2 separate regions of the Gossypium hirsutum genome follow, and region 1 is linked to region 2. The links are chromatin contacts, called in public Hi-C maps. All regions are on one chromosome and are shown on one strand. Each heading gives the region's core, a stretch centred on a gene start, on an enhancer-like site or on the middle of the called end of the contact. The rest is flanking DNA. Distances are from core to core; before and after follow the strand shown.

Region 1 (2,839 bases), core at 5-2,504, 71 kb after region 2:
ATTGCAGATATCGAGAATGGGGTTGGCAGATCTTTGAGTCATTTGAGAAATACACAAAGGTAGAATCCGGCGGATACTCTTCTTTAGATGATGTCACCACAGTTCCTCCTCCAAAAAGAGACAAGATGGAGACATTTTTCCTGGGTGAAACATTGAAATATTTGTACTTGCTCTTCGGAGATAGCTCTGTTATGCCACTTGATAAATTTGTTTTTAACACGGAGGCTCATCCTTTACCAATCAAAAGCTCTTAAGAGAAAGGCAATATTGTGAAGGGTAGCGTGTGAAAGCTTAACACCTGTTGGCGTGGGCACAGTTTCTACTGGTTTTTGACATGGTTTAGTTATTTATATTGTTATGAAGGCTGCCTATCCCTAGTTGGCCGGGATCCCCACTTTATCTAAGCGGTGGCTTGACTTTACATGCCTTCAACACATCGACGAAATTGATCTGCAATTAGACGCCTACAAAAACAAAAGTTACGTTGCCATTTACTTGGTCCACCTAATCATCACGGGCTTGTAATATTTGTTACGATAGACAACTTTTTTCAGGTTATGTAAGGATGGGGTTTTGCCCGCCAGAATTCGAGTGAAATATGGCCATATGTAATTGACTTCTCTGATTAATTTCTCTGATTAATTTGTGGTCCCAAATCAACTGATCCCGTCATATTTTTGTTAATATTTCACAATCATTATCATTGCCTCAAGGTTACATACCATCTGTAATGATCCATGATTGTCTCTTTTTATTGTCATCAGGTCACACTGAAATGTACATTCGCACATTCATTTTGATGGAGAAACAGATTATCACCGTCTCGAACGACGTGTACATCATCTATTTCTGCATTCTCGGCATTAACGACTTTCGTAAATGTGTAGCCTCCAAAATTTTCACCTGCAGTTTCACAATGTTACAAAATGAGCAATTATTTGTTACTTTTTTTCTTCTTCTTTTGTTTAATAAATTCGGATTCCAGTTGATTTGTAATTGTTTTCCCCTTACGTTTCAGATTTATTTTAAGCCCTTTTAATTATTTTTAGTCAGACTTACCAGCCACTCTGAGAAGCTCTTGTATTGAATCAGGTAGGAGTATCAACTTTCCAAGTTGCCTACTTGATGTACTGCTGCTCAGCAAGTGCATGTGAATAGTAACTCTCTTCTTGGTCGGTATAATTTCCTCCCTGTAAATGGGTGAATTGAAGAAATTTTGGGCCCAATTTCTATTTCCATTTGGACTAGTTGTTTCTGGCCCGATAATCTCTATCCTATGTTCATCATCTAAATTTTTGTTCTTTTCGTAGGTCTGTAAGAGCTCATATATGCTCTTGCTTCCCTGCTGCTCTGCCGATGCTTTTGGCGTCCTTGCTCTTGCATCTGGTTTATTAACGCCTGCTCCTCCCTCCACCAGAATCTTAACCATTTCATTATGCCCCTTAGGAACAGCATCATGGAGAGCTGTTTGGCCATCCTCTGCTGTTGAAATTCCTTTCATAGGGAATCTACCTCTTTGAATCGTCTCTATAGCCTCTGATCCTGAGATATTTATGCCTATTGCTTCTCTCTGTGATTGCTCTTCATATCCAGCACTCAAACAACTTCCTCCCATTGCTCCTTGCCCAAGCCTTGAATTCTGGATCAACTCCGGATCTATATTGGACTGGTCAAAGCTGCTGCTGTGAAGCCCATTTATTTTCTGCGAGAACAAACCATCAGTTCTTGTTCATGATAACATTGTCTTCCATTACTCTAAAAATTGTCTAGTATGATATTTACCATGTAAAGATTACGCATCATAACACGTCCTTCTTCTGTATTTATTTGTAAGATGCTCATCAGTGAGGTTCCGTTCAGTCGTAGTATTTGACAAAGCTCAGTGGTCCTAGCTGTGTATGGTTGTGGCCTACAACATAGAACTCCAACCTCTCCAAACATATCTCCTGCTGCAACCTTTTCCGTAACCTGTAAATCACATACCTGATAATGCCCATCAGCATGGGAGATTAAGTTCTGCAAATCAGGAATCAAACAGCCACCAAACTAATGTCAGAAATCGGCATTTTTTAGTTTATATATTATTATTCTACACCCATAAGAATAAGCCTACTTACAACTGCTCCTGAGACAAGTATATACAGATCCGTTGGGGCTTCATTCTGCAGAATAACATCTTCTTTGGGTGGAAAATACTCGGCATCCATTTCTGAAACCTTTGACAGGGTAATAAATTTGCATTAGCATCTTGTGAAATAAAATTCAAAGTGATGCATGTGTATAAGAAAGATATGGACAGATATATAACATGAGAAGTATTATTACCAACTGAAATAGGAAGTCATCAGAAACTCCTTGGAAGAGATAGGCTTTTTGCAGGATGTGAAGGAAGAGATGCTGTGCAATGCTTGAGCGGATGGCTTTGGGTAAACTATTTAGGGTCTCTTGTTGCTTCAATCCTTCTGCTTTGAACCTTAAGCATATGTGTGACATTATTTGATCTTGTATGCGAGGGGACAATTGATTTCGTGTCACAAATTCCGAAGCAGCTCTAACTGTATCCCGCTGTAGCACCCAAAAATGTAAAAGGAATGGTTTCTTATTATTAGCACTTCCAAGGCTAGACATGGCATCCTTGTCAAAAAGAAAACACTGTTGAATCTGAATATAAAGGGATGGAAGCTTGTCATTTAGTGCCTAAGAATCTTGACATCACCTTTAAGCTAGTTTTTAACCTTGAATTTTTTTCATACAAAATTGTCAAATTGTGGGGTATAGAACTATAGATAGTAGATACATTGTCTTACAAATAACCAACATTTTCTGTAGGTATGGTAGT
Region 2 (2,700 bases), core at 187-2,686:
CTTTGAAACCATTTGATCTTTACACTATTGGGAACTCAGTTAAGAAAACACATCGTGTTCTTATTGTGGAGGAGTGCATGCGGACTGGTGGTATTGGTGCTAGCTTGATAGCTGCGATTACCGAGAATTTCAACGACTACTTGGATGCTCCAATTATGTGCTTATCTTCACAGGATGTGCCTACACCATATGCTGGAACCCTGGAGGAAGTGACTGTTGTTCAGCCTGCCCAGATTGTGACAGCCGTTGAGCAGCTCTGCCAGTAATTGCAAATTTGCAATAGCAGAAATATTGATGCATGGTTGAAGTTCTGTTAGTGTTGTCATGTTTATTTTGAAACCATTCTCTTGCGACTTTGTTTTCAATATATAAGTTTCACGAGTTATGTTAGTGTTATGTTTGTTGAGTTGTTCGTGGGTTTAAGGCATTTAGTTTGACCTTTGTTTTTTCTTGACTGAAATGGGCAGTAAGACCTTTAAGCAGTGTTACATGTAGGGTACTGGAAAATAAGTCTACATTTCCAGTTGCTGTCACATTACTACACACTATGAGACAAGCCAGTGTAATTCATTGTCTAAATTTTTCTTATGAAGGTGGTAATGCAAATAGTCTCATTTCTTCACATCCTTTTTTTCTCTTTAATATTTTAGTGTGTGTTCTTGTAGCTTTCATTACTTTTTATTTACATTCAAACTTAATCCCCTCGTAGCTGCTGTAAATTTCTGCTTTTGGACCATGCTCCAAAAGATCTTGGCTCCACTAGAAAGAGTTAGTACATACTAACACTAAAATATTTGGGTGTTCACAGCCTGGCTTAATGCCATTGTAGCCCAGCTAAGGTACGTTTCAAACTAACTTCAATGAAATCCAAAACCAACATTTCTTCATTTATTACGTTAGGTTAACTTTCTCAAATCTTATATATAATATAATTATGAATTTAGTTCCTAGCATTTACCCATTTTTCATTTTGGTCTTAGTTTATTTATTTATCATTTTGATCTTCAATATTTTAAATTTTATTTAAATTGTTTTTTGCTTGATGGAAAATCTAGCTTAATTGTTAAAATTTTAGTTGTACCAACATGACAACTTGCTGTCTACGTAAAATTCTAAAAAATTAATAAAAATATTTTAATATTCAATAAAATTTGAAAAAAATTGAGTTAACAATAAAGTTTACCTAAACAGTCATACGAGATAACACATTAGTGTTACTAGAAATTTAGTAGTCTAATAGAAAGTAATTTGATTCAACTTTGAAATAGAATGGAAGTGATAAAATATGTATACGCCAAACACTAGATTTATGTGAATCAATTAATTCGAGAGAGAATCCTGCTGAACGAAGAGTAAGGTGCCAATTATAGGCTGTCTGGTCAGGCCTATTTTATAGGGCCAACAAACTAAGTTTTGGCCTTTATGACATTTTGTTGGGAGCAGAAGCTAACTCGCGCTTATTTTGTTGCTTCCTTTTTTGGGCCCTTAGTCGAGAGTAGTTTGTGTATGCCAAACGTAGAACCCTCCTCGATCATATAAGATGAATCATGAATGAGATGATTGAGGAGAATTTCATGTGAATCACTGGAATTTGACACACCACATATATTTTATAATAGCTTTCTACCATCCCTTCCCAAGACCATAAATACTCTTCGGGTGGCTGCTATCGTGGCATTTGCGTAGCCACTAAAGCAGGACTTTTTTTTTCTTTTCCGTTGGTTGAGATGGTTAGTTGTCTGGTGGAATGCATGTGACTGGGTTGAAACAAGCATGTTCAGTGGCATTCTGCTCAGCATGTAAACGTTTCATACCCTGGAAAGGGTGTTTGCAGAGGCAATATATCATGGCCCGATGAAACAGCATAGCCTTAGGTTCACTTTGAAAGCTACCAAATGTGTATGGTAGCTGGTTTCATGCATAAGCAACCATTTCAGAGATCGACAATCTATTGCTTTCTTGATTTACATTCAAATCTACCCATGTTGAAGACAAGAGGAATAAAATCAAATTATCTATAAGCAGTAGCAGATTTCCTAATAATGAGAGAAGCCATGTTTGTATGTCCGACCCCAACCGCCCCTTCCCGCTAGCTAGTGCAGGTTTCCTCCATCCAGATGGATGAAGTTGTAGTTTTCCTGCTTTTATTTCTCTTATCTAATTTCATAAAAATGGCTGCCACCCTATCTACATATATCAGCATTAATTGAAATGTCAAAGATGATTTGATCTCGTTACTACTGATGATGGTGCTGTTTTGTTGGCTTTGATTTTCAGCCACATATAATAGACATATGCATGTGGGCATCTGGATGCATCAACCTACACTATCCTTCCCTAATTAGTTGGGTGCCCATGCCTTCCACGATAGGAAACAAAAGCTGATATTTACACACTTTTTCAAGTATTTAATAATATCCTTGATTTTTTTGCTATAGACGACTAGCTTCATGCAGTTTATCTCAGTTAGAGCCAATGAAGTTTTACTAATTTAGCTCAAACCTTAGGGAAGAAGGATGATTCACAGAGTAAAATGCCATGGCAGTCATGAGGTTATGACGAAGTTTCTATGCAGGATTAATACAAATTATTCAATTATAGATCAGTAGTGTCTCGAATTTTTTCATCAACGCCAATATGAAGTAATAACAGTTTATGTAGGATTGTTCCGACTGTCCTAAAGCGAGTTGTGACCATCTT

What was found. A called contact is a pair of places that touch in the nucleus more often than the background predicts.
Region 1: a Hi-C map of leaf shows a contact between it and region 2, with 2.1 times the contacts expected there. The contact joins two enhancer-like sites. A contact is called at or near these places in 2 of 34 Hi-C or Micro-C datasets (callus and leaf).

What each region holds. Positions count from the first base shown.
Region 1 is chrA05:14,491,232-14,494,070 of Gossypium_hirsutum_v2.1, forward strand. It overlaps LOC107958416 (mannosyl-oligosaccharide 1,2-alpha-mannosidase MNS3), which reads left to right. Exons shown (of 7, transcript XM_016894179.2): 7 at 8-717. The coding sequence ends at 254. LOC107958415 (potassium channel KAT1) reads right to left here. Exons shown (of 10, transcript XM_016894178.2): 6 at 2,326-2,565; 7 at 2,118-2,216; 8 at 1,783-2,016; 9 at 1,060-1,702; 10 at 715-903. The coding sequence ends at 761. Among protein-coding and RNA genes, the nearest start is that of LOC107958415, 3.6 kb to the right of the region's middle. Within about 2 kb of position 1,255, at least 5 of the 9 cell types and tissues checked have an H3K27ac peak or open chromatin away from gene starts, as enhancers often do. A contact at or near this core is called in leaf, where this site is marked.
Region 2 is chrA05:14,420,120-14,422,819 of Gossypium_hirsutum_v2.1, forward strand. It overlaps LOC107913605 (pyruvate dehydrogenase E1 component subunit beta-3, chloroplastic), which reads left to right. Exons shown (of 4, transcript XM_016842252.2): 4 at 1-622. The coding sequence ends at 266. Among protein-coding and RNA genes, the nearest start is that of LOC107913605, 3.9 kb to the left of the region's middle. Within about 2 kb of position 1,437, at least 1 of the 9 cell types and tissues checked has an H3K27ac peak or open chromatin away from gene starts, as enhancers often do. A contact at or near this core is called in leaf, where this site is marked.